Linked DNA regions of Sus scrofa: regions 2, 3, 4, 5, 6 and 7 are each linked to region 1. A link is a contact called in public HiChIP or PLAC-seq data. All regions are on one chromosome and are shown on one strand. Each heading gives the region's core, a stretch centred on a gene start, on an enhancer-like site or on the middle of the called end of the contact. The rest is flanking DNA. Distances are from core to core; before and after follow the strand shown. Region 1 overlaps LOC102165506 (a long non-coding RNA gene). Region 2 overlaps FGGY (FGGY carbohydrate kinase domain-containing protein). Region 3 overlaps FGGY (FGGY carbohydrate kinase domain-containing protein). Region 4 overlaps FGGY (FGGY carbohydrate kinase domain-containing protein). Region 5 holds the start of JUN (Jun proto-oncogene, AP-1 transcription factor subunit). Region 6 has its middle 34 kb from the start of JUN. Region 7 overlaps FGGY (FGGY carbohydrate kinase domain-containing protein).

Region 1 (3,335 bases), core at 298-2,797:
CTGCCTCAAACCTGCTGCACTGACTCTTGGGGGTGGGGCTCCAGAGCTTCATTTCATTAACTCCCCAGACAATTCCAATGGGCATCAACCTCAGCAAGCTCGTGTGTCCCCAGTGCCTATTACCATGTCTGGCCCATAGTTGCTGCTCAGTAAATACCTGCAGAATGAATGAACGAATGAATATTTTTAGACTGGGCTGGGTACACAAGATTCAGTTTGCTCTTTTGGCTAATGTGATGTCCAGGTCTGGCTCCAGAGTCAGATAAGCAGATGTCCCTCTACATGAGGCCCCGGTGGTACTGAATGCCCCACTGCCCTTAAACAGGTCAGCTTCCTGGAGGAGGTGTCAGAGCCAGTAGAAGGGAGAGAATTTGGGCAGTTGTAAAGCTGGTGTATGATCTCACCCACGACCAGAAGGCTCCTTTACTATCCCTACCTCCTGCTCATCTCCCCACCCCCACGCATCCTGTCACATCCCAGATCAGAACCATTCTGGAAGCAATATTTGCTCGTTTGACATTTGAAAATAGCATCAAGGAGGCTAAAGATAGCTAGGTTATAAGGAAGGTTAAACAGCTTGCCAAATGCCGCTGAGCAAATTTGGTCTTCTCCGTGTTGTCCAAAGAGTGCTTTGATGTTTTCCCTCTGTTTGGAGGAGTAGAAGTATTAGATGAAGGGGGAAGAGGATCTTGAGCCAAAGGCCACAGCCTTGGTGTGAATTTGGTGAATGGTAAAAGGGTGCGTGTTTCAGAGGTCTCGGTTAACAAACTCAGCATTCTCCAGCTGCCCAGGACAAAAAGCCTGACGTGGTAAGACCCTGCTTGCTGGGCTGCCTGTGTGGCCCTATGTCTACCTATGCATCTGGTTTCCACTGGGACCAACACAACCATCAGGAAGGGATTTGTCCGTTTGAGATAGTAAAATTCTAAAAATGCCCCTAGCCTTTTACTTCCTTTTCATTTCTCCCTGGCTCGCCCTCATTGTAACTGAAATGCCCCAAGCCCCAGATATGTACTGTGGATGTGGGGCGGCGGAGGCCAGAGCCCGCTGACTGTGGGGAGACATCGTGTTCCCCAGGGATCAAGTATCCACGGAGAGATCGGCGTGTCCAAGTAATAGTGCTTACCATTTGCGGACAGGTGCCCGTTCGCCAAGCTCTCTGCTAAGTTCCTTTCATCCTTTACTTCACTTATTCTCCCAGCAGCCCTATGTGTTAGGAAATATTTTGGGGCCCATATAAATGAAGATCTGAGAGTCGGAGGAAGACGTTAAGCAACTTGCTTCGGGTACCAGCTAGTGCTGCAGAGATGGCATTTCAACCCAGGGGCATCTGCTCCAAGCTTGCTCTCCTCTCAACCATGTTATATCATCTCCCTTTATAGAGACAGACAAGGGGCATCTTCCCCTGCATACCCTGCCCTGACTCCATTCCAGGCATCGCACTGGCTTCAGAGAGTGACCGAGTGCCCCTTGAGATGGGCAGGCTACGATGGCAGAGTCTCAGGGATGGACACTCAAGCCCGGTGACTCAGCAGCCCAGCCCACTTGTCTGACCTTTTCCATGTCACAGATATCTAATGAAACGGTTAGCCCTGCTTGCATCCTGCAGCCCTAGGGGCAAGTGGCAACCCGAGTCACAAGAGACGGACTGAATGTCAGAGTTGAAGTGGGTATCTCTGCCTCACCCTCTCTAAATGTGACCACAGCTGCCCATTCAGTGGTGGCACTGCTGTCACCGCCAGAACATGCAGGCAGGGTGCCTGAGGGGGCAGGATGCTGGTCATCTGGCTAAAAAGGAGGGTGGGGATGGGTGAGGCGGCCCGATTATGCCTGGCTTTGGTTCCAAGCTCTATAATCGGATTCAGGTGCTTCCAAAAGCTCCTGCCTCTTCCGAGCAAATTCAGTTAAGGGCAGGGGGAGGGTGCACTAATGGCTTCCACATTGGGGGCCTTTCAAGCTCGGCAGGGGTGGGAGGGGCAAGGAGTCTGACCTCACCTCTGAGGATAGCCCTGATCCATGGAAGGCAAATGTGTTCATTAAGTACCTCTTAGGAGTAAGGGTCTCAGGCCTTGTGGGCTGGATGCTGAGAATATGACAAACAAACAAACAAACAAACATAGATGCAGCCTGCCTGGAGCTTACACCCGGTAGGAGAGCCAGAAAATGGACCAGAAAATTACAGCCCAGAATGAAGAGGGCTCGAGGGAAGGACTGGTTCCCCATGTTAGTGGCTGAGACTGTGGGCTGAAGAGGAGCTCATGGGGGAACCTGGGGGTACCCAGAGCAGGGAAAACAGCCCATGAGAATGTGAGTTAGGGGAGGAGCGGGGTGGCCAGGGCATCGGTGCAAAGGCATAGCCATAAGCGAGGAATGCAATGTGGACTGGTTGGGAAAAACTTTTGGTCTTAAAATCCATTAGAAGAAGGCCAGAGAGATAATGTGATACACTTGGAAAGGTCATTCGGCTGGAATGGAACAAGATGCATGCAGGAAGACTGGTGATTTGGGGCAATGCCGGTGGTATCCTAGACTAGGGTGGGGTGGGAGTGGAGCCCATGGGAAGGGTAAATCTAGTTATGAGGCCAAATCAACAAATTATACGGTCCTTGCCTTCAAGGAGAAAACAATTCTAGTTGAAAAAACATTTTCTCCCTTAATTCATGCCAGTCTTACGTGACCAGCTCAGAGGTCATTGAGTTCAATCTCCTTTTGCATGGAGTCCAGTGGTTTGCAACCTGGGTTTGAACTCCTTCAAGGCAGGGAGGGAGTGGTGGAATGTTAAACAGCTTAGGAAAAGTCTGGGTGGGCAGCTGGCCTGGACACACGCTTTCTCGAAGTTCTGGAAACTCCTGGACAGAAGAGACTATATACCCTGCTGGCAAGGCCCCTGGCTCCAGGCAGTGGGGCAGTTTTGAGGCGACACCTATTCTGCCAGCTGCGATGGAGCAGACTGCTCCCCCCCACCCCCCACAGCAGAGGGGGGGCCGGGAGGTTGGCTGGAGCTGAAGGTGCTTTTCTGCCAACAGACCCACCCACAAGTGCTTGCTGAGTGATGGCTGGTGCCCAGCCTTGTTCCTGGAAACCGCTGTGATAACGCTCCCAGAGCAAGAAGCACCACTTGCTGACCTTCTACAGGGGAAGAATCCTCAGGAAAAGCTTGTTGAAAATTTAATGACAGCAATTTCTGAGGCTCGTAAAACTCTTTTAACATTTCTCTACGCTCAGACGACAATCAGTCTTCCCCCAAGTGAGGTTCTACAGCACCAAAGCACCCACTCACTCAGCATCATGCTTGAGGCATAGACAAGCCTGGGAGGGAGAGGGGTCTAGAGGCC
Region 2 (3,335 bases), core at 357-2,856, 510 kb after region 1:
GGAGCCTGTAGCCATACGTAACTTACCACTTTCCGGAGGAGATCTGACTGGATTACAAGTCAGAGCTGGGCACAGTTCAAGGTAGTGTCTAGTCAAAAGGAATAGAAACTCCTCTTTCTTGAACCAGCACTCTGGACCATTCACCATACTATATATGTGATTATTCTCATCATGCAAGTGAGGATTTAGAGACTCAGAAAGGGCAAACAGTTTCCCTAAAGTCACACAGCTATTAAGTAATGGCATGAGGAATTGAAGTCTGTATGTCTCAGAGTTTATGTTTCTTGAAACATATCTCTTCCTCAAGGTTTCCAAATTTTCTTCCTGTTTCAAAGCAAATTACAAGAAAGCTGCATGTGTAACTCATATTGCTCTGGTCGCTTAGAAATTTCCTTGCAGAACCAACATTTAAAGTTTCTCATGTAGTTCTCATAATAAGTTTATGTTCGAAGTTTGTTATTTTCATTTTTACAAATGAGAAAACAGACTCAGAAAATTAAAAGAACGTACCCAAGGTCAGACTGGCTGTTAATATTCAAGCTGAATATTTGAATACAGGTTTTTCTGTCTGGTACAGAAAAATACACTGTTTTCTGTCTGGTACAGAAAATACACTGTTTCTACTGGTGACATCAAAGGATTGGATTTTAGGAGAGAGGGCCTAATGTTTTACAGGTTTAAAAAAAGAACAAGAGGAAAAACAAGGGCAGGTTCCCCACCTTCAAGGAGCTGACAGTCAGGCTAGAAGAATAAAAATGAAGCAACCTGAAACCAGAGAGTACCATTACATAAGCTGCTCCCTGGTAACAGCTACAAGCAAGAAAGAGAAGTGTGGTTTTGTATAAGACGGAGGGCTTGAAATGGAAATGCTAACTTAGGGAGAGCAGAGAAGCAGCAGGAAGTGGACTTTTCAGATAGTTGGTAATGAAAGCCGAAGAATAACACAGGCAAAAAAGATATCCACTCAAGTCCTAGGAAGGATCCCAACTGGGGAGTAACAATAGAAAGCTTAGTATGTAAGGGCCACACTTGATGGGGAGTAGGGATTGTCAGCTAGAAACAGATTGCTATAAACTGGATCAGGAGTCCTGGGAGCATCCTTTGCCCAACATCCCCTGACTCTTATCTATCTTTTTTTTTTTTTTTTTATGTAATAAGCTAATAGTCTCATTTTTAAAAAATGAACAACATTAAGTGCTTCTTAAATGATAACACTGCTTCCTGCTGAAGAAAAAAAGCCTGTAAATTATTTCAAGCCTGGGAGTAACAGCAAAGATTTATTATGTATCTCCAACAGTTTTGAAGACTCCCTGAAATTGAAAGGGAACACTTTAAATGCCCCTAGGAAGTTATCCTGTTTCACCAGAGTGCCTTTGTGTAGAGTGTTACATGTTTGGGGACATGGGGACTGACAAGGCACCTTCTGAGACAAGGCCGCTGAGATGGGAAGCCAGCAACTGCTTCACCCCACCTCACAATTGACCTCCCTTCCCCTCCCCCTCCCCCTCAGCTGACACTTTGGCCAGAGGAGCCTGGGTGTTGGATGGAGTTGATCAGACTGAAACTCCTACCAAGTTGGCCATGTCACTTTCAGCTGTCGGCATCTCTGATGAGGAGGGATCCGGACAGGCCAGGCTGGTTCAGATAACTGGATGACAGCAGTTGTTTTCACCCTAGGAAGCGGACTAACGGCTACAGACAGAAATCGATGGAGGAGAAAATTACAGACAATCCTAAAGCGGAGATTCGAGCAAGTGCTTAGACGATGAGGAAGCCGCTAGCTTTAGTGAATCTGGCATATTGTGGTGTGGTGGGGACTGGGACCCTTCTCTTCAAGGGGCTCCTGAAACGATAACAGAGGGTAGTCAGGAAGTGTCAGCAGTCATTGTGTGTATGACTATGGATTAACTCACTTAATCCTCACAAAAATCCCATGAGGTCCTGATCTGTCTTGTGCTTTGCAGATAAGGAGGCCTTTACAGATAAGGAGGCCAAATCACAAAGAGGTTAAGTACTTTCCCAAGGTTAGCTAGCTAGTAAGATACACTCCTGCCATGTTTTGAGCCTGTGGACTGCTCACTGGAATAATACTGGAACCCATCTGTAAAGCTGCCTTGGGATACTCCTCACAGTGGGCCCACGTCTACACGCACCCCCTCACCACTGCTTCTCTGCAGTGCTGCCCTAGGGTGTTTCAGTGTCGGCTTACCCCACCTGGGGGTGAGCTTCCGGGAAGGATCCCAGTCTCCCTTATCCGTAACTGGTAGCAGGTATGGCATGAGCAGGTGTTGTATTACCATGGAGGTGAAGTTGGCAGAGATTGCATATTCCCCCTGAGCTGCCTGAGAAGGCTGGTTACCCAAAAAGCCAGCCACTGAAAGGAACGGTGCTGCACTGGAGGAATGTGGATTGGAAGCCCTTAGCCGGTAAAATCCAAGCTAACCCCACTTAGCTCTTAGCCCTGTCTCTGCAAACAGCTTTCCGTGTTCATACCGGCCCCACCCCAGACTGTTCCTTGTGAGTCTCAGTTACTCTTTTTTCAAGGATACATACCCCAGCTTCACTTGTTGGTTCAGTGACTGAACAACTCGATGTATAACCCAGGACAAGAGGTCAACCTCTTTGGCCCTCAGTTTCCTCATCTTTACACTGAAAGAATCAGGTTCTGGTTTTCACAGAATGTAAAGTTGTGGACCATTTGTAAGGCCAGTGTATCAAACAGATAGAAGCTGAGCCGTGTCTCCTCTTTGCTGTGTCACTCCCTCCCTTTCCCCACCACATGGCAGCCTTGGAGGGTCTCATTTGAACTTAAGAAGCACTGGACTCCGGTTTCAAAGGCAATAACCCAAAATTATTAATTAACTCTAATAATAATACAATCACACAGTATTTCAAAATGGAACCCGTTGGGAAAGGTGGGTTCAGGGACTCTCAGTGAGACCCCTGTGTCCACTTGACTGTTGGATGCTGTGGGCTCCTGGGGGGTGGTGTCAGCTTGGCTTGACTGTGTACAGTGGGCTAGGGAAGCTAAAGCCTCAGCCCTGTCCTCCTTGGCTGGAAACAGACCGCGTGTCCTGGCACTGGTGAATTAGAAATTCTATCCAGCGACTCTTAGAGATTAATTTTCCGTCTGGGGATCTGACCTCTTGCTTCAGCAGCCGAGGGGATCAGACCATTCTGGGAGGAGTCAGCGAGCTAGCCCTCTGAAAGGCCTTCCTTTTCTTTCTCTTTTTCTTTCTTTTTTCAACTGTACGTTTCAAAGGGAATTTCTGATTACGTTGGGGGCTTAACACCACCAGTCTGAATCCCTCTTGGCATTTTCGAGCTTTGGAATA
Region 3 (3,335 bases), core at 224-2,723, 420 kb after region 1:
TTCTCCTGACCTCCTTCATCCAACCATCACTCTCTACAGTCTCCATTGTTGTAGAGAAAATGTAAGAGATAACCTCCTTCATCCTATGCCCCTCGGCTGATATTCAACAAACGCTTCTCAGTTTATAACAGTTCTGCAGTCGCTCACTGGGGGAGCCATCCATGTAGCTATAGGTAGTTTCTAGTTCTGTTTGCCCAGCCAGGTTAGCCGTCTCTTCTTTTGTGAGGCCAAAAATGGAGAGAGAGAGTTCTGCAGATCAGGATTTTTTTTTTTTTTTTTTTTTTTTTTGCTCTTTTTGTATTTTTCCAGGGCTGCATGCGCAGCATATGGAGGTTCCCAGGCTAGGGGTCTAATTGGAGCTGTAGCCACACAGGCTTATGCCAGAGCACAGCAACTCAGGATCCAAGCCGAGTCTGCGACCTACACCACAGCTCATCTGCGACCTACATTACAGCTCCCGGAACTCCAGGATCAGGATTCTTTAGGTTTAGTCTTGTATGGACATGGCCCAAATTCCCTTGAACTAAACCTGATTAGCAGGAGTGGGGTCTTTGGGGAGTGCTTGCAAAAGGCAACAATGGATGCACATGCACAGAAATTGTGACTTTTATTGAAAGAGGCCCCATTATAAAACAGCCTATGGAGTTCCCATCGTGGTGCTGTAACAAATCTGACTAGGAACCATGAGGTTGTGGGTTCAATCCCTGGCCTCACTCAGTGGGTTAAGCGATCTGGCATTGCTGTGAGCTGTGGTGTAGGTCTCAGACACGGCTCAGATCCCAAGTTGCCGTGGCTGTGGTGTAGGCCAGCGGCTATAGCTCCGATTAGACCCCTAGCCTGGGAACCTCCATATGATGCAAGTGTGACCCTAGAAAAGACAAAATAAATAAATAAAACAGCCTACATTCTCTTTGCCTTTATATAATAAGCTGTTAACAAGGTAAAGCCTCAATTGTGTTTAATCCCAGTGACAGATCTTCCCAGTAGAAATGAATCCAGGTGATAGTTTCTTATCTCGCTTTCTCTTCTCTAGAGTCAGTACAACATCTGTACCCTACTTTAGCATTCTAGTCAAGATGGTATCAGATCGTACTTTTTAAAATTAAACACCCCTGTGTACACCAATCCATAAATAAGAAGTACACTTTGGCCAGTATGGAGGTGATGATATTAATACAGGCTACGTTTCCCTGAGTCACTGAATGTACCAGGCACTGTACCAATGCCTATAATAGACTGTGTCACATTTAATCTTTACAAGTCTGTGAAAAGAGGTCCTGTTTGCCCCATTTTTCAGATGAACACCCCAAGGGCCAAGGTCACACAGCAAGTTGAGACAGAAAATTGAGAGTCGAACCAGAAAATCAAAAGTCAGTGGTCACATTGTTGAGACAATAACTCAGGCCAGACTCTGGTCTTAATAAGGGAAACACAGAAACTAAACAGGAGCAGGGCAGGGAGAGAACCTGTCCCCAGCAACCCAGAAGTCAAAATCAGAGCATGGCCAATGGAAGCACTGTGTCATAGGTGCCAAGGTCTTGTCACAGGGGAAAAAGCTATGTCATTCTCCTCTGTCCCTGCTCATCAGCCTTGACTGTGAGGCTGCTCCCAGGCATCTTTTCAAAGGAACCCTAAATTCTATAGGCCAGAGCTGCTTTTCCTAACAGCCAGTTTAGAATCAAAAGAGCATTGATTGGGCCATATTTGAGAACCACTTGATAGTTAGTGCTTGGCTCACGCATGAGGGATGTGACAGAAATAGAAAATATGGTTCTGACTTTAAGGGTCCAATTTGCTATGTGACATCAGAGCAACAGAGCTAAGAATCCCTCTGATGATTAGCTACTGTGTAGACTGGGCACCCCCCCCCCCGAAGCTCCTTCCCCTCCACCCCGCCTACCCCTCCCCCACCACAGAAGAAACTAGTAAATGTTCACCCACCACAGATTGTTGGGACTGTGAAAAAGATATAAGACATGATTTTACATCTTTGGGGTCAGACAGCTCTCAGAGCTTCCAAAGCCGAAGCCAGTCTGAGCTCCCTGGAGCCAGTCAGGCATTGGTTTAGGAAAGGCCACGTGTGGTTTCTTGTCCACAGGGGAAAGAAAATCAGGGGGAACTTGAGGAGAACCTCAAAGTTTTTTTGGGGGTTCGGTCTCTCTTGCAATTAACTTTGGGTGCATTGAGGTAAGTAGATGAGAAACATATGAATGACATTTCTGTTGTGATCATATATGGATGACAGAATGATGATGAATGAAGAATGATAAAGATGAAAGTTTAAGGAGTCTTAAATCCTTTGCGAATAATTCAGGACATTGCAAACGATACTTGGCAGCCTCCCTCCATCCCAAATTTGGGGACCGTTTGGTTGGATGACACAGTTGCTTGGCGCCTTTCCTGTTCAGTCAGACCACTGAAGATCTGTGAACAGGTTTCATGTATTCTTGTTTTGCTCAGAAATAAAGGGATTGGGTTTCTCAGAAGGACCAACTCTGAACCTTTCCAGAAACCTCCAAATAGAGGAGAGGAAACTTTGGCAAGCCTGAGCTTTATTAACCACGTTTCCCTTATAGCTGATTGGATGTATGGTTATAGTCTGTTGTTGCTCTTCATGCTGGTGAGGTTGTCATGTTAATAATAATGGTAGCCATGCCCGGCATTTGGATGATGTTGGCATTTGCAAGGCATACGACACATGGCACATGAAGTATGTATTATGTATGTATTTACAGATCTTGGCATGTACATTGACCTATGTAACATGTGTTAGGACACAACGTGGAAGTACAGAGAGCTAAGGGAAGACACGGGGAGGAGCAGCCAAGCCAGCACTGGGGAAGAAGTCAGAATTTAGAGAAGGTTTCCCAGAGCGGGTAATACAGAACAGAGTCTTATAAAAGGACATGTAAGCATTAGTCAGGGGAAGGTGAGAGAGGCAGCCTTTTTAGACAGAAAGAAGAGAATTTATGAAGATTTGGAGATGAGGAAGAAGATGGTTCACTTGAGGAACTTCTAGGCTTTTATGGACTCACTGCCATCAAAAATGATGGGACAAAGGCTGGGGGATATGACCACATGTATGATTAGGCCAAATAGATCAAAGCCAGGTCTCATATGCCATGGGGAGCATCTAAAGATGTACATAAGGGAAGTGATTTAATTAGGTTTGTGTATTAGAAAGATCAGGAGTTCCCATTGTGGCTCAGTGGTAAGGAAGCTCACTAGTATCCACGAGGGTGCGAATACGATCCCGGCATTTCCATGAATTGTGGTGTAGGTTGCAGATGCAGCTCAGATCTGGCATTGCTGTGGTGCAGGTGGGCAGCTGCAGT
Region 4 (3,335 bases), core at 272-2,771, 370 kb after region 1:
AAAAATAAAAAATGTCTGGAATATAGAAAAATGGTACTGGTCACTAGTTATACCTGAGAGTAGCACCTCCTCCACCCCACCTTCCATAACGCTAATCTTTATCATGCTCTGTACTATGATTCTGATGTCAGAATCTGGCTTCTGAACACAAGGAAAATGAAAAGTCTTGAGGTAATACAACATAGGAGTTCAAATCCTGGTTTGAACACCAATCCTAGTTCCATCTGCTGTCTCTGTGACCTTGGGAAGTTGCTTGATACTTCATGCCTCAGTTTTTTTCCTCTCTGAAATGGGTATAGTACTTGCACGCACCTCATAGAGTTGTTTGAAGAATAAATGAGCGACATTCTGTAAAGCTCTTTAGTGTCTGGCAGTGCCGTGTATATTTAGCTATGATTGATGGGATCTAAACGAATGTGTATTATGAATGATAGAAGTGTTCAAGGCGAAGTCATTCTTTTATTTTAAAAAATACGTGATATTTTCCTTTTATGTGCCAGGCATTGTTGTAGATGTTTGGACATAGTGGTGAATAGAGACAAGTTCCTGCTCCTATGAAGCTTCCTTCTTGTTGGGAGTGTCCATAACCTCCCATAGAAACATACTCATGAATATTTTTATATACACAGTATGCATGCATACAGAGTATGCATGCACATGTGTGCTTGTGTATCCACATATATGTTTATGTGCACATCTGTCTGTGCATGTGTATATGTGTGTGTTTGTGCATATGTGTGCACAGATGTGCCTCTATTGGCATGCTCAGCAATGTGCATGTACGGCTGAATGCTTGTGCATATGTGTTTGTGTACATGTATGTATACCAGTATACATATGTGTGTGTGCATATGTATATGCACATTTGGATATGTGTGTTTGTGCATGTGTGGGCATATGTGTACATGTGTGTATTTGTATATGCATCATTATGTGTTTATCAGGTACTGCTAAGTGTTATTAAGAACAGGTCTGTGTAAAGCAGTAGAGAGTGCCAGGAGTGAGAGAGTGCCAGTACAGAGAGTTCTGGAAAGTTTAATCCAGAGTGGTGACATTTGAGGAAACTGACCTCAATGAAGAGAGGGAACATTTTATGGTATAAGAAGCAAGGTAGCAGATAATTCAATTAGCAAATATGTGTTAGACCCATACTTGGCCTCAGATGCCATGTAGGGCATGGGGGCTGCCAGGCTGAAGATGATCCAGTCTTTTCTCTGGAGGAGCTTAGCAGCTGGTGGAGAAGGCAGACCTGTCATCAGAAAAATCCCATTGTAACCTTCACACTGCCTTTCCCAGATGTGAGGGAAGTGTCACAAGAGCACACGGAATGGATCAACCAGCTCTGCCAGGACAAGTGAGGGAAGCATCACGTAGGAGGTGCAAATGGGACAAGCATTTCAGGAGGCGGGAATGGAAAGTGAAAAGAGTGTGGAAAAGCCTGACTCCATCATGGGTCTTTTCAGTATGGCAAACTTGTTGTGCAAGTATGAGGAAACAGTGAGAGAGGGCCAGGAAATCAGAGCTGTGTACCATGTGTGGATTCTGAACTCCCAGCTTTGCCACTTGTTAGGAGCAAGTTACTTAACTGCTGTCTCAGATTTCCCTTCTGTAAATGGGGATGACAACAGCGCCTCCTCTGGTGGTTGTACTGTACTGGCGCCATTTCCTGACCTGTGTGAGCAATCAACAAGTGTCAGCTCTTCCAGGTCAGAAGCTCAAATGTAAAAAGCCTTGAATTCTAAGTTGAGGAAATTGGATGCTGAAAATCAACCTATCATTCAAATAGCTTCCTTGGCACTGACTGTCGTGTGAAAACTGTCAAGTGTTCTACCTGAAGAATTTGCCTTTGGGCAAGCAGCTAGGATTTGTCATACCAATGGGTGATACTGCAAAGGAACAGATAAAGCAGTAAAAAAAAAAAAAAAACAAAAAAAAAAACCTCATTTTATCTTAGAACAAAAGTTCACTTCAATGGAATGGAGCAGATATTTGTTTTCCCAGGCCCTGGAAATTCAGACATAGCTCACTTGCTGCCAGGGCTTTGCACTCCACCTTTGTAATGTTTGTTACTCAAACTGCAGAAGCATAGCTAGATGGGAAAGTACATTTCTCCATCTCCGACTTCTGTATCTCAGCACCAGGCCTGAGGCTGGAGGATGCTGCTTTTCAGGGTCTCATACCCACTCTGATCTTGGCCACTGTCTTAGTGAGAGGATTTTTGCCTCTGCTCCTGTCTCTTCATCCCATTATCTCTTCTCTTTCTTCAAATCGAAGTAGAGAGTGTACAAAGTCTGCCCAGGCTCACTACAGTCTGAGCTGCTGAATATTCTTCCAGAGCCTTCTAGTATTTCTGTGCCCATCCCTCTGAATATTCCATCTTCATTTTATCGATGACAGTGTCAGATTTTCCCACTAAACTTTCTTCTGTTCCCATTTTGACTAGAACTAGAAAGTACTGTTTGCTAGAAACTGCAAATGGAAAATATAAAGAGAGACAACATGAGAAAATAGATTATTTACATTATTTCCAGTTATCCATAGTAGATTGAAATCATAATATAGATCATCTAAAAAATGAGTATTTTATTTTGAACATAGAATGACATAGGATTTTTTTATTAATTAAGTTTTTTTTAGGATATAGTTGATTTACAGTGTTGAGTCAATTTCTGTTGTATAGCATAGTGACCCAGTCATTTTTTTTCTCATATTATCTTCTATCATGGTCTATCTCCTGATACTGGATATAGTTCCCTGTGCTATACAGTAGGACCCCATTGCTTATCCATGATCCATTCTAAATGTAATAGTTTGCATCTACTAACCCCAAACTCCCAGTCCATCCCACTCCCTCTCCCAACCCCTTGGCAACCACAAGTCTGTTCTCTATATCTGAGTCTTTTTTTTTGTAGATAGGTTCATTTGTGCCCATGTTTTAGATTCCACATATAAGTGATATCATATGGTATTTGTCTTTTTCTTTCTGACCTCACTTAGTATGAGAATCTCTAGTTGCAGTTGTTGCAGATACCATTATTTTTTATTGCTGAGTAGTATTCCATTGTATATATGTACCACATCTTCCTATCTGTTCATCTGTCAGTGTACATTTAGATTTGTTTCCATGTCTTGGCTATTGTGAATAATGCTACAGTGAACATGGGGGTATATGTATCTTTTTGAATGAAAGTTTTTTTTCAGATATATGCCCAGGAGAGGGATATAATTTTAGGTAGGAATGTAAATTGGTACAACCACTGTGGAAAACAGTATGGAGGTTCCTCAGAAAACTAAATATAGAACTACCATATGATGTGCATTTTTCTTTTGTTTGT
Region 5 (3,335 bases), core at 213-2,712, 340 kb before region 1:
TTGCGCGGGGACAGCCCGTTCGCAAAGCGGGGCAGCCCGCGGGCTGCCGCTCCCTGGCTCCGCGCCGAGGGAGGGCGAGCCAAGTCCTTCCCACTCGTGCACACTGGGGGCGCCGTCAGGACGCAACCCAGTCCAACTTGGATACCCTTGGCTTTAGTCCTCCGACACTTCTTTTTTTTTTCTCCCTCTCTCTCGCAACTTGTCAAGTTCTCAAGTCTGTCTCTCTGCTATTTTTTTTTTTTTCTCCATTGCCCCTCAGCCCCCAACAGTCTCGCCTCAAAACGTTTGCAACTGCTGCGTTAGCATGAGTTGGCACCCACTGTTAACGTGGTTCATGACTTTTTGTTTAAGCTGGGCCACCTGTTCCCTGAGCATGTTGGCGGTGGACGCCAGCTCCGAGTTCTGCGCTTTCAAGGTTTTCACTTTTTCCTCCAGCCGGGCGATCCTCTCCAGCTTCCTTTTCCGGCACTTGGAGGCAGCGATGCGGTTCCTCATGCGCTTCCTCTCCGCCTTGATCCGCTCCTGCGACTCCATGTCGATGGGAGACAGGGGCGGGGTTTCCCCGGGCATCTCGGGCACCGTCTGCGGCTCCTCCTTCAGGGCCTGCAGCCGCGGGTGCTGCACGGGGATCTGCTGGGGCAGGTGGTGCGGCGGCTGCGGTGGTTGCTGTTGCTGCTGCTGGGGCTGAGCGGGAAAGGCCAGGCCCGCCGCGCCGTAGGAGGGCGCCCCGCCGCCGCTGCTCAGCGCGCCGGGGTTGAAGTTGCTGAGATTAGCGTAGACTGGCGGCTCGCTGTGTAGGCTGGCGCTGAAGCCGCCGCTGCCGCTGCCGCCCGCCACTGAAGCTACCGCCGGAGCCACCAGGCCCGCCCCGCTGACCGGCTGCGCCGCCGACGTGACGCTGGGCAGAGTGTTCTGGCTGTGCAGTTCGGCCAGCGCGCGCACGAACCCCTCGGCGAAGCCCTCCTGCTCGTCAGTCACGTTCTTGGGGCATAGGAACTGGGTAGGGGTCGGCGTGGTGGTGATGTGCCCGTTACTGGACTGGATTATCAGGCGCTCGAGTTCGGGCGACGCCAGCTTGAGCAGCCCCACGTCGGGCGAGGTGAGGAGGTCGGAGTTCTTGGCCCGTAGGTGCGGCTTCAGGTTGCCCACCGGGTCAGCCAGGTTCAGGGTCATGCTCTGCTTCAGGATCTTGGGGTTACTGTAGCCGTAGGCACCGCTCTCGGACTGGAGGAACGAGGCGTTGAGGGCATCGTCGTAGAAGGTCGTTTCCATCTTTGCAGTCATAGAACAGTCCGTCACTTCACGTGGGGTGAGTTTGGGTTGCGCGCAGAAGTTTCGGGGCCGCAACAGCGCGCTGGCAAACGGGGGACACCCGCGCTTCCCGGGGCCGTGAGCGAGGAAAGTTTCTCTAAGAGCGCGCGCCCCCGCCGGCTGGCCTCCCCCCTGCGCCCTCCTCACCAGCTCGCTCCGGGGGATCGCAAGGTTGAGACGCCGCCCGCACTCTTACTCGTCCGCTCGCGCGCGCTTCCCGGCTTTGAAAAAGTCGCGGTCACTCACGGTGAGCTCTCGGGAGCAGCGGTTCCTCGGAGCCCGCGGACGAACTCGCTTCCAGGCGGAGGCAGGCAGCGCAAAGCCCGCGGTGGCCTGCCCGCGGCGGGTCTCCGCCGCCCGGACTCCGACGACTGTCCCCTCCTCCGCTGCGAGGGGGAGGGGGCGCCCGGCAGCCGCGGGTCGCGCTCGCCCAAGTTCAGCAACCGGTGCGAGCGGAGCGGAGCGCACGTCCTCCTCACTCCACCGCCTCCTTTTCTTTACCGCCTCTGCGGCAGCTTCGGGCGGAGAGAAGCTTTGCGAAAGTTCGCTCCGGGACCCGGCGGCCACTTGTCCCCTGTCCTCCTTGCCGGGAAACTTCTCGCCGCTGCAGCTGGTCTCCGGACTTCCCCGTGCGGACAGTGGCCGCTCTCCGAGCTGTCAGCAGCGCCCGCGCAGCGGGGCTCTCCGCCTGGGGGCGGCTGGAGAAGGGGATCTCCCGGCACTCCCCAAAACACCAGCCCGGGAGCCACAGGCGTTAGCTCCGGGTCGTGGGAGAGAAAATGGAAAAGAAAATAAGATTTGCAGTCCGCCCCGACTGACGGTGCCTGTCTGCCTGCCTGAATCGGCGAACCTCCACTCCCGCCTCGCTGCTTCAGCCACACTCAGTGCAACTCTGAGCCCTTATCCAGCCGGAGCTCAACACTTATCTGCTACCAGTAAACCCCTAAAAATAGCCCATGATGTCACCCCAAGGCCTTCCCATTGGCTCTTGTCGCTCTCAGGAGGGCGGGCCCACCCGTCGCCATGGAGACCCCACCCTAGAAGATTCTTCTCTGGACCCGCGGAGGCTCACGGGATGAGGTAATGCTCCGCTGCCCTCCTACAGTTGGGCCCTTCTTTTGCCTCCCCTCCCTCCTCTCCTCGCGACTAGCGCCTCTCTCTTCCCCCTCCCCTCCTCGGCGCGTCTTTCCTGGCCCGCCCGGTGCATTGTGGGCTGACGTCTTGGGGTTTGACTGTCTAGTGACGGTGGCTGCCGCAAGCTGGGCGGACTCCGGCGGCGGCTCGCAGCCTCTGAAGGAGGCGGGCTCAAGTTCAGGGAAGGCAGGGGATGCGGGGACCCGGAAGGCTGGGGAACCGGGCCCGATGGCTCGGCCTGAGTGGGCTGGGCGGGTGTCACTGAGGGGGTCGATGTCATCTGCGGGCACTTCGCCGCCGCGCGGGGGGGAGGGGGCGGGCTAAGCGCCCAGGTCCCTGCCCCCCCCCGCATTTCCGGGGGGCGGGAGCACCGCCCTTAAGGTGGCTCTGTTAAGGCCCTTGTGGGGGCGAGTGAAAGTGGGCTGAAGTTTAGGAGAGTCGGCCCCCCACGTTGAGAACTCTCCGAAATTTGTCTCCCGGTCAAGTTCAAGAGCGACTGTTCGCGGCGCTGTCTGGAAGCCGAGTGATTTGCATTGCTTGAAACTGGGTGTTCATCTAAGTCCCTGCCGCGCCCCTACTTCACCCTCCAGACCATGGGAGAAAGCGCGCGGGGTTCACAGCTTTGCCTTGGGAACCGGAGGCGGTTTCTTAACAGGGGGTGGAATTAGGGGGCACCCAGTTGGGAATGAGCGTTATAGGTAATCCGAAACTCGGGGAACCCCGGTGATCGTCTTCTCGCCGCCCCCGCATAACATGCACGGGCACACCACACTTCACATGTGTGTACACACACACACACACACACACACACACACACACCAACCACTCCTCTCGCCCTGATTTGCTTCCGGGAAAACAAGTCCGAGAGCAGCAGGCACTTGCCAAAAGTC
Region 6 (3,335 bases), core at 480-2,979, 310 kb before region 1:
CAGCTGCAACTCCAGTTCAACCCCTAGCCTGGGAATATCCACGTGCTGCAGGTGCGGCCCTAAAAAGACAAAAAAAAAAAAAAAAAAAAGAGAGAGAGAGACTTGTTAACTGTCTGATTCTTCCTTAGGCGGGGACTGGTGAGGTGAGCTCTGTGTCTGGGTCATGGTGATCTCCCCAAGGCCTGGCATTCGGTAAATATGTGCGTATAAATTCTGTCCTTTGTGGGGATTTTCTGCCCAAGCTTTCCTCTTGGTCATGAGATCTAAAGCAAAGGAGCCGAGGCTTCTGGGACAGTCCCTGAGGGTCACTGGGCACATACTGATGGAGGGCCAATGACAGGTTAGTGTGTACCACCCCCAAGCCACTCCTGACAATGGCCTCCCACACCCACTCACTGCTAGATGGACCCAAAGGACTGGGTGATTGACCCATTCTGCTCACCTTCTTGGAACCTGATGCTGGCTGGCCAGTGCCCAGAGCACGGGTCTAAGTGTCACATGATGAATCCTAAGGGTTTGTTGGCTATAGCTTGGTGCACAAGTCACTGTGCATGCTGGGTGGCTTGAGTTGAATCTACCTGACTGATGGCTCGTCCACAAGTCTCATGAGAACCAGAACAATAGGCAGCCACATTGAGCAACCAGCTTCCCTTCCTCGCCCCCGGCAGCAACTGGGCCAGGGAAAGTGAAGAAACCTGTTCTGGGTCTCCGCGGGGTGGGCGTGGGCGGGGCCCTGCCGGGAAAGGGGCGGCTGGACCAGTTTCTGTTGCTCCCGGACCGGATGCAGCCCCGTGACTAGGGCGGAGGCCAGAGAAATGCGCGCCCTGGGCGCACCTGTCTGACCTCCAGGGCGACGTTGGCTTTGGCAATGATAAGACTAGAGGCTCTAGGTCAGCGGTCACGGGCGGGCGTGAGACTTCCGGCTGCCAAATCAGGCGAGCGGGCGGGGTGGCAGCGAATCAGCTGACAGGTGGAACTGGAAGATAGAGGCTTTGGACGTCCTGTGGGTAGGGGAAGGAAAACCCGGCAAGGGGCGGCGCCCAGAAACAGCTGGGTAGCTGGGTCATTGTGCGGCTGTCCTGAGGTCGCAACCGCCTCTTTTGCGCTTTACCCCTGCGGCCCCCCACCCCCACCCCGAGGGGCACGGAACTGTTGGGTAGAAAGAACACTGGACAGAATTGTATTTGAATCCAGCTGTTCCATCTACCGGCTTCTGTGTTCAAGGGCAAGTGACTTCGCCTACCTATCGGATCCAGAGTTTCGCTAGATGAAAAATGGGAATAAATTCTCTCAAAGCCTGGTGTGAGGAGTCAATGAAATCACATAGGAACAATGCCTAGCACACGAGTAGGTGCCCATAAAGGGGGTTCCCTTTCCCTTCTTTGTTTCAGACCCAGATCTCACTCCCAGCCCCGAAGTCGCTCCCCAGACGACCCTAGGACGGCGGCAACTGGGTGGCAGGCTCCCTAGCTTGATAATAACTCGAGAATCATTTGAGCCTCACTCAGTCAAACTATCAGATAGGATGGGGCGTGTGGAAGGATTCCCAAGGCCCCCTTGGGTCGTGTTTCCGTGATCCTGGGGCTGGGGTGGGGGGGATTTCAACGCATTCTTTGAGTTAGGTTATGTATTTATTCACAGATTCCTATCGGGCGAGGGCTGGTTCTTACTGCCTCCCCAGGCGACGTTCCCGGCCAGCCAGTATTTCGTCCATACAAGGCCAGCTTCCACCCGCGGCTTTTGCGTAAATAAAGCCCAGCCTTCCGCCGCAGGTTGCCGCGGGTCCCGCCCCCGGAGCCGCCAGTGCGGGAGGCAGGACCGATGCCATCCGCTGCAGGCGGGCCTGGGGAGGCTGGGAGCTGGCCACGCCCCGGCCGGGTGCTGGGGGGATGGGGGTGGGGGGAGCACCAGAAGGAGCAGGGTGAAGAAATCCAGGCTTAAGCCGTCCGAGTTCCCACCCGTTAGCACCGTCCTTCATGGGTCACTCAGCAGGCCCTTGATAAACATCATCCCTAATCCTCCCTGCAACTCTGCGAGTGTTCTCCCCAGTTTATAATCGAGAAACTGAGGTTTAGCAAGTGTAAATGGCTTAGACGAGGTCCCATAGGCAAAAAATGGCAGACCGAGAAATTCTAACCGAACATAACTGGTTGCAAAAGCCAGCCTTTTCCCCACCCTATTGGACATCAGTGAGATCGCAAAAGTCTTAATGGGCAAGAATAAAACAATAACCACAACTAATCAGATTAACAGATGAAAGGGAGTTGAAAGGGCCTTCCAGAGCTTCCACTGGTGTCTCAAACAGGGGATCAAGAACCACAGGATAAATCACAGACTATATTTCCTGGGTGACAATTTCACTCCTTTTTAAATTAAAAAAAAATTAAGACTGACAATGATGGAGAAGAATATAACTTTCAGAATTGTGGTAGCTGAAAGTAGGAAACTTCAAAGAAATTTCAGGCTGTTTTCACAACGTACATCTTTCGCTTGACTGTGCAGAAACATTAACGTCAATTACACAGATGGGCAAACTGAGGCCCGAAACCACTCTCCCCGGGGCCAAAGCGGGAGGAGAACCAAGACACCCAGGCTTTCGGCCTGGGGTGCTTTCTGCTGAGGGCGGGGGGTCCTGTTTGTAAATAGGTGTCCTCCGACAGCCACTGCTGATTTTGTCACCAAGCCAACCAAGTGGGCGCGATTCTGAGTAATTGCAGGGAATCAGCGCGGCTGGGGTAAAAGCAAAAGGGACGCGCGGGAGGGCGGCTGGTCCAGAGCCCAGGCGCAGGCGGAGCCACAGCCCGGATTCCCGCTGGGCGAGCAGGCGGGAGGAGTCAGGTGCCAGCGACTCTTGAAGGTTCTGCCCCTCACTCGGTGCAAGCTGCCAGCACAGCAAACCACAGCCCTGCTCCTGTCCCACCTGCTGGACCCGTCTGCGTCTGCGACAAGGGAGACCCCGCCCAAACCCACTCGTCTAGGCTCGGGCAAGGAAGATGCACTGGGACCTCTGGCCAGCCTGCCCAGACCCGTGGGACTGGCTGCCCTCTCCTTGCGCGTGGGGGGACCTTGGAGTTCTTAGGTTTGGCTTTAAATCTGACCCTAATATTTGTTGCTTAAGCTCTCTCACTCTCAGTTTCTGTATCTGTCAAATGGAGGTTAGTGACTCTTACCTCATATAATTGCTGTGAGAAGTAAATGTGTGCCTATCCATAAAGGCCTAGAATATTTAAAAAACTTATTAAATGCTCTTTTGCTATTACCGTTAGCAGGCCTGAGTGGGAATCTCAGGCCAATTCAGAACTGATGACCTGGCCAGATGTGCTTTCTTCAGTTCC
Region 7 (3,335 bases), core at 514-3,013, 270 kb after region 1:
GGCCGGCTCTCATTCAACCCCTAGCCTGGGACTTTCATATGCTGAGGGCACAGCCTTACTAAGGGAAGGAAAAAAAAGTCACAGACTCTGTGTGTGTCTTTTTCTCCTGGTTATCAGGATCTAGAAAGTATTCAATACGAAGAAAAGTTAGAAAATGAGACCCTGTGGTCCATTGCCCCAGTGGGGGGGGCTGGAGAGGGGATTAGGGAGTTACTGTGTGGTTTACAGGTCACATTTCTGACACATGTTCCAAGCCACATTTTTAAGAGTTCACCCAGTCACATCCTGAGTGGACTCCAGGAAGCTGGGGGAGCATCTCTAGCCTGAAGGCATCCACAGTCACGTATCTCAAAATCTCTATATCTGCTGAACAAAATGTCTTTGGGCCAACTCACATCTTCAGGCAACCATTTGTGACTCCTGATTGACAGAGACCCTAGGATTAACACTGGAACAGGTGCTGGGCCGGTAAAGGTGAGGAGCTCAGAATCCAGTCGCAGAGACAGACAGGGAAAGAACAGTGAGGAAGTGAGAACGGCTCAGGTGTATGGAGCGCTTAGCCATGCCCTGTTCCTGCAAATGACGGCAACTTGTATTCAAGAGCCCAGTGTGAGGCAGGGGGTGTTATTGCCCCTGTGGATGAGGACAGTTAAGATGCCAGGAGGTTGAGTAACGTGCCCAAGGTCATGAAGCCGGTAGCTGGCGGGTGATGAAGTGTGCTCTGCGCAGTGGAGAAAGGAAGGACAGAAGCCCCTTCCGGATCTCACTCCTTCACTCAGGTCTCCTTCCTGCCCATCCTCCACAGAGCAGCCTAAGTGACCTTACAGTGTCACTGAGATCAGGCCATTCATCAGCCTCTGTTGCTCATGCAGTAACATGCCCCCTCCAAGGAGGCCCTGTGCCATCAGGATGCCGCCTCCCTAGCCAGCCTGGCCCTGTGCCTCAGGCTCTGTGCTCAGCTCCACGTGCTCAGCTGCCCAGGCCTTTGCAGTCACTCTGCCCAAGTCTCTCCTTGTTCTGAAGGACCTTTGTCGTTCCTCAGGCCTCAGATCCAGGGTCTTCTCCTCAGAGGTCCACCCTGCCTATCCTGCCCCAAGGCAGCCTCCCAGGTCACTCTCCTCCTCGTCACCCTGCTGGTTTCCTCCCTGGCGTATTTGCCAAGCTGACGCCCCCACTGGGATGTAAGTTCCAAGAATGGCAGGACCTGTTCTGTTCCCTGTCCCGTCGCATTGGTGACATGTGGCTGGCACAGAGTAGACGCAAAATACAAGCATGTTTGTGAGGGAGATCCTGTTGTGGCTCAGCAGTAAGGAGCCCGACCAGTATCCATGAGGATGCGGGTTTGATTCCTGGCCCCACTCAGTGGGTTAAAGGATCTGACATTGGTATGAGCTGTGGTATAGGTCACAGACGCAGCCTGGATCTGGCGTGGCTGTGGCTGTGGCTGTGGCTGGCAGATGCAGCTCCAATTCAACCCCTAGCCTGGGAACTTCTATATGCTACAGGTGTGGCCCTAAAAAGCAAAAAAAAAAAAAAAGAAAAGAAAAGGCAAGGACATATTTTATTGGTGGATCAAAGGAGGCACTGTGACCCACCCAATGTCATAGAAGTAACAGTGACAGGAGCTGAACCTTACACTCATCAGGACAGCGCCTTGCCTGAAACGCATTGCCTCCCCACTGTTCTCAGGTCAGAGTCCCCAGCGCTTGGCCTGGGCCATAGACCTTGATGACCAGCCCCTGCAGCCTCACGGCCCCGGTTCTCTGCACACCCTCCCCAACTGCTTTGGCCACACTGACTTCTCCACAGCGCACATTCCAGGCCACCTTCTGCTGGTCCAGCCCTTTTCCTGTTCTTTTCCCACAGCTCTCACTATCCTTCTGGTTTCAGCTTAAACCTTCCTTCCCTGGGAATCTGTCCCCGAGCCCCTGGCCCAGATGAGATGCCGCTCAAGGGCCCTTCATTGGATTGAGCACCCAGACAGTTCTGTGATTTACTCTCTGGTTTCTGGCTGTCCTGCCTTGCCTGCAGGAGAGGCAGCCTATTCATCTCAGCCAGCTCTGTGTACCCTGGGCCAACTCCTGGGCCCGTTAGGTGGCAGATGCTAAATAAACACTCGTCAAGGGACTGAGCACGGAAATGGACAGGTGTAGAGTGAGTGAGTGAAGAACTCCTAAATCTACTGTACCTCCCCCTTCTCTGGGGAGGCTCACAGGGTAAGATTCCCTAGCCTTTCGCGGATGTCTGCCTGGTTCTGGGAACCAGGAGAGGTTGAGTGACAGGAATAAGGAGGTTTGTGTTGGTCTCGTCTCAGCCTGGGCAAGGGAAGAGCTTTGGCTCTGAATGTTATAACCAAAACTAAAATTAGTCGTCTGTTGACCGCTGCCTAAGGCCACTGTTCTTGGAGAAAGGTCAAGAGAAACTGGACAGGAGGTGGGTGTTTACAAGATCTGTCCCAACTAGCCCATGATACGGCACCACAAGCCCTCATTTCCCTGACCCCTCGTTAATCAGAGCTGAAGAGGCAACTTCAGACATGGGTTTTATCTTGGAAGAAGGATCCAGAGCTCAGGATGACATCCTGAAGGCTTTGCTCTCCTCCTCTTCCTTGCTTAGTCTCTCACCAAGGTTATTCCATCTTCTTAGAACCTTCTCTTCATCCTTCTGGGGGAGGGGGTAGGCGGGGACAGTGGGGATCAGAGTATCATTGTTGCCTTAGGAGCCCAGTGCTTTAATTTGGCAAGATCCTGTTGTGGCTCAGTGGAAATGAACCCGACTAGTATCCATGAGGATGGGGGTTTGATCCCTGGCCTCTCTTAGTGGGTTAAGTATCTGGCATTGCTATGAGTTGTGATTAGGTCACAGGCGAGGCTCAGATCCCGCCATTGCTATGGCTGTGGTGTAGGCTGGAAGCTGCAGCTCCGTTTCCATCCCTAGCCTGGGAGCTTCCATAGGCAGCACTTGTGGTCCTTAAAAGGAAGGAAAAAAAAAAAAAAAACTTGCATCACATCCACCAGGTGGGATGTTCTTCTGAATTGGTGGTAGGCAGCCAGTTCTGTACAGAGATATAATCAGAAGAGAAAAGTGTCAGGGCAGAAATAATCCTGTTTTTGCCTTAAGAACAATGACCTCTGCCACACCCCCAGTGGACCTTCTCTGTAGGCCAGGCTCTGGCCAAGCACATGGTCTGTGCCAGCCTGGGCTGCTGGCCTGTTCTCCATCATGTTGGGATCCAGATGTGGCTACTAGCTCATCCTCAGGGCTTCTGTCCCTATTCAAGCCCGAGGAAGGTATATCAACTCTTGTGTTTTTTAGCTAATAGCACTCTTTGAGAC

Evidence for each region. HiChIP or PLAC-seq counts read pairs in DNA pulled down with a chosen protein or histone mark.
Region 2: a contact with region 1 is called in an H3K27ac HiChIP or PLAC-seq map of skeletal muscle. The contact joins two enhancer-like sites. A contact is called at or near these places in 5 of 47 Hi-C or Micro-C datasets (embryonic fibroblasts, psoas muscle, retroperitoneal adipose tissue and 1 more) and 2 of 2 datasets of contacts at active chromatin or transcription factors (alveolar macrophages and skeletal muscle).
Region 3: an H3K27ac HiChIP or PLAC-seq map of skeletal muscle shows a contact between it and region 1, with 6 times the contacts expected there. The contact joins two enhancer-like sites. A contact is called at or near these places in 2 of 47 Hi-C or Micro-C datasets (both in skeletal muscle) and 2 of 2 datasets of contacts at active chromatin or transcription factors (alveolar macrophages and skeletal muscle).
Region 4: a contact with region 1 is called in an H3K27ac HiChIP or PLAC-seq map of skeletal muscle, with 7 times the contacts expected there. The contact joins two enhancer-like sites. A contact is called at or near these places in 1 of 47 Hi-C or Micro-C datasets (skeletal muscle) and 2 of 2 datasets of contacts at active chromatin or transcription factors (alveolar macrophages and skeletal muscle).
Region 5: an H3K27ac HiChIP or PLAC-seq map of skeletal muscle shows a contact between it and region 1. The contact joins the promoter of JUN here to the enhancer-like site in region 1. A contact is called at or near these places in 1 of 5 promoter capture datasets (liver), 6 of 47 Hi-C or Micro-C datasets (embryonic fibroblasts, heart right ventricle, psoas muscle and 1 more) and 2 of 2 datasets of contacts at active chromatin or transcription factors (alveolar macrophages and skeletal muscle).
Region 6: an H3K27ac HiChIP or PLAC-seq map of skeletal muscle shows a contact between it and region 1. The contact joins two enhancer-like sites. A contact is called at or near these places in 1 of 47 Hi-C or Micro-C datasets (fetal heart ventricle) and 2 of 2 datasets of contacts at active chromatin or transcription factors (alveolar macrophages and skeletal muscle).
Region 7: a contact with region 1 is called in an H3K27ac HiChIP or PLAC-seq map of skeletal muscle. The contact joins two enhancer-like sites. A contact is called at or near these places in 2 of 47 Hi-C or Micro-C datasets (both in skeletal muscle) and 1 of 2 datasets of contacts at active chromatin or transcription factors (skeletal muscle).

The regions. Positions count from the first base shown.
Region 1 is chr6:153,340,798-153,344,132 of Sscrofa11.1, reverse strand. The region is part of intron 3 of LOC102165506 (a long non-coding RNA gene); the gene reads right to left. Among named protein-coding and RNA genes, the nearest start is that of FGGY, 130 kb to the right of the region's middle. Within about 2 kb of position 1,547, at least 4 of the 83 cell types and tissues checked have an H3K27ac peak or open chromatin away from gene starts, as enhancers often do. A contact at or near this core is called in skeletal muscle, where this site is marked.
Region 2 is chr6:152,829,807-152,833,141 of Sscrofa11.1, reverse strand. All of the region lies in intron 14 of FGGY (FGGY carbohydrate kinase domain-containing protein), which reads left to right. Among named protein-coding and RNA genes, the nearest start is that of HOOK1, 120 kb to the right of the region's middle. Within about 2 kb of position 1,606, at least 19 of the 83 cell types and tissues checked have an H3K27ac peak or open chromatin away from gene starts, as enhancers often do. A contact at or near this core is called in skeletal muscle, where this site is marked.
Region 3 is chr6:152,923,224-152,926,558 of Sscrofa11.1, reverse strand. The region is part of intron 8 of FGGY (FGGY carbohydrate kinase domain-containing protein); the gene reads left to right. Among named protein-coding and RNA genes, the nearest start is that of HOOK1, 220 kb to the right of the region's middle. Within about 2 kb of position 1,473, at least 3 of the 83 cell types and tissues checked have an H3K27ac peak or open chromatin away from gene starts, as enhancers often do. A contact at or near this core is called in skeletal muscle, where this site is marked.
Region 4 is chr6:152,975,202-152,978,536 of Sscrofa11.1, reverse strand. All of the region lies in intron 7 of FGGY (FGGY carbohydrate kinase domain-containing protein), which reads left to right. Among named protein-coding and RNA genes, the nearest start is that of FGGY, 240 kb to the left of the region's middle. Within about 2 kb of position 1,521, at least 11 of the 83 cell types and tissues checked have an H3K27ac peak or open chromatin away from gene starts, as enhancers often do. A contact at or near this core is called in skeletal muscle, where this site is marked.
Region 5 is chr6:153,684,552-153,687,886 of Sscrofa11.1, reverse strand. JUN (Jun proto-oncogene, AP-1 transcription factor subunit) reads right to left here and starts at 1,462. Exons shown (of 1, transcript NM_213880.1): 1 at 252-1,462. The coding sequence starts at 1,284. The coding sequence ends at 277.
Region 6 is chr6:153,651,100-153,654,434 of Sscrofa11.1, reverse strand. No RefSeq gene overlaps it. Among named protein-coding and RNA genes, the nearest start is that of JUN, 34 kb to the left of the region's middle. Within about 2 kb of position 1,729, at least 50 of the 83 cell types and tissues checked have an H3K27ac peak or open chromatin away from gene starts, as enhancers often do. A contact at or near this core is called in skeletal muscle, where this site is marked.
Region 7 is chr6:153,072,024-153,075,358 of Sscrofa11.1, reverse strand. All of the region lies in intron 5 of FGGY (FGGY carbohydrate kinase domain-containing protein), which reads left to right. Among named protein-coding and RNA genes, the nearest start is that of FGGY, 140 kb to the left of the region's middle. Within about 2 kb of position 1,763, at least 8 of the 83 cell types and tissues checked have an H3K27ac peak or open chromatin away from gene starts, as enhancers often do. A contact at or near this core is called in skeletal muscle, where this site is marked.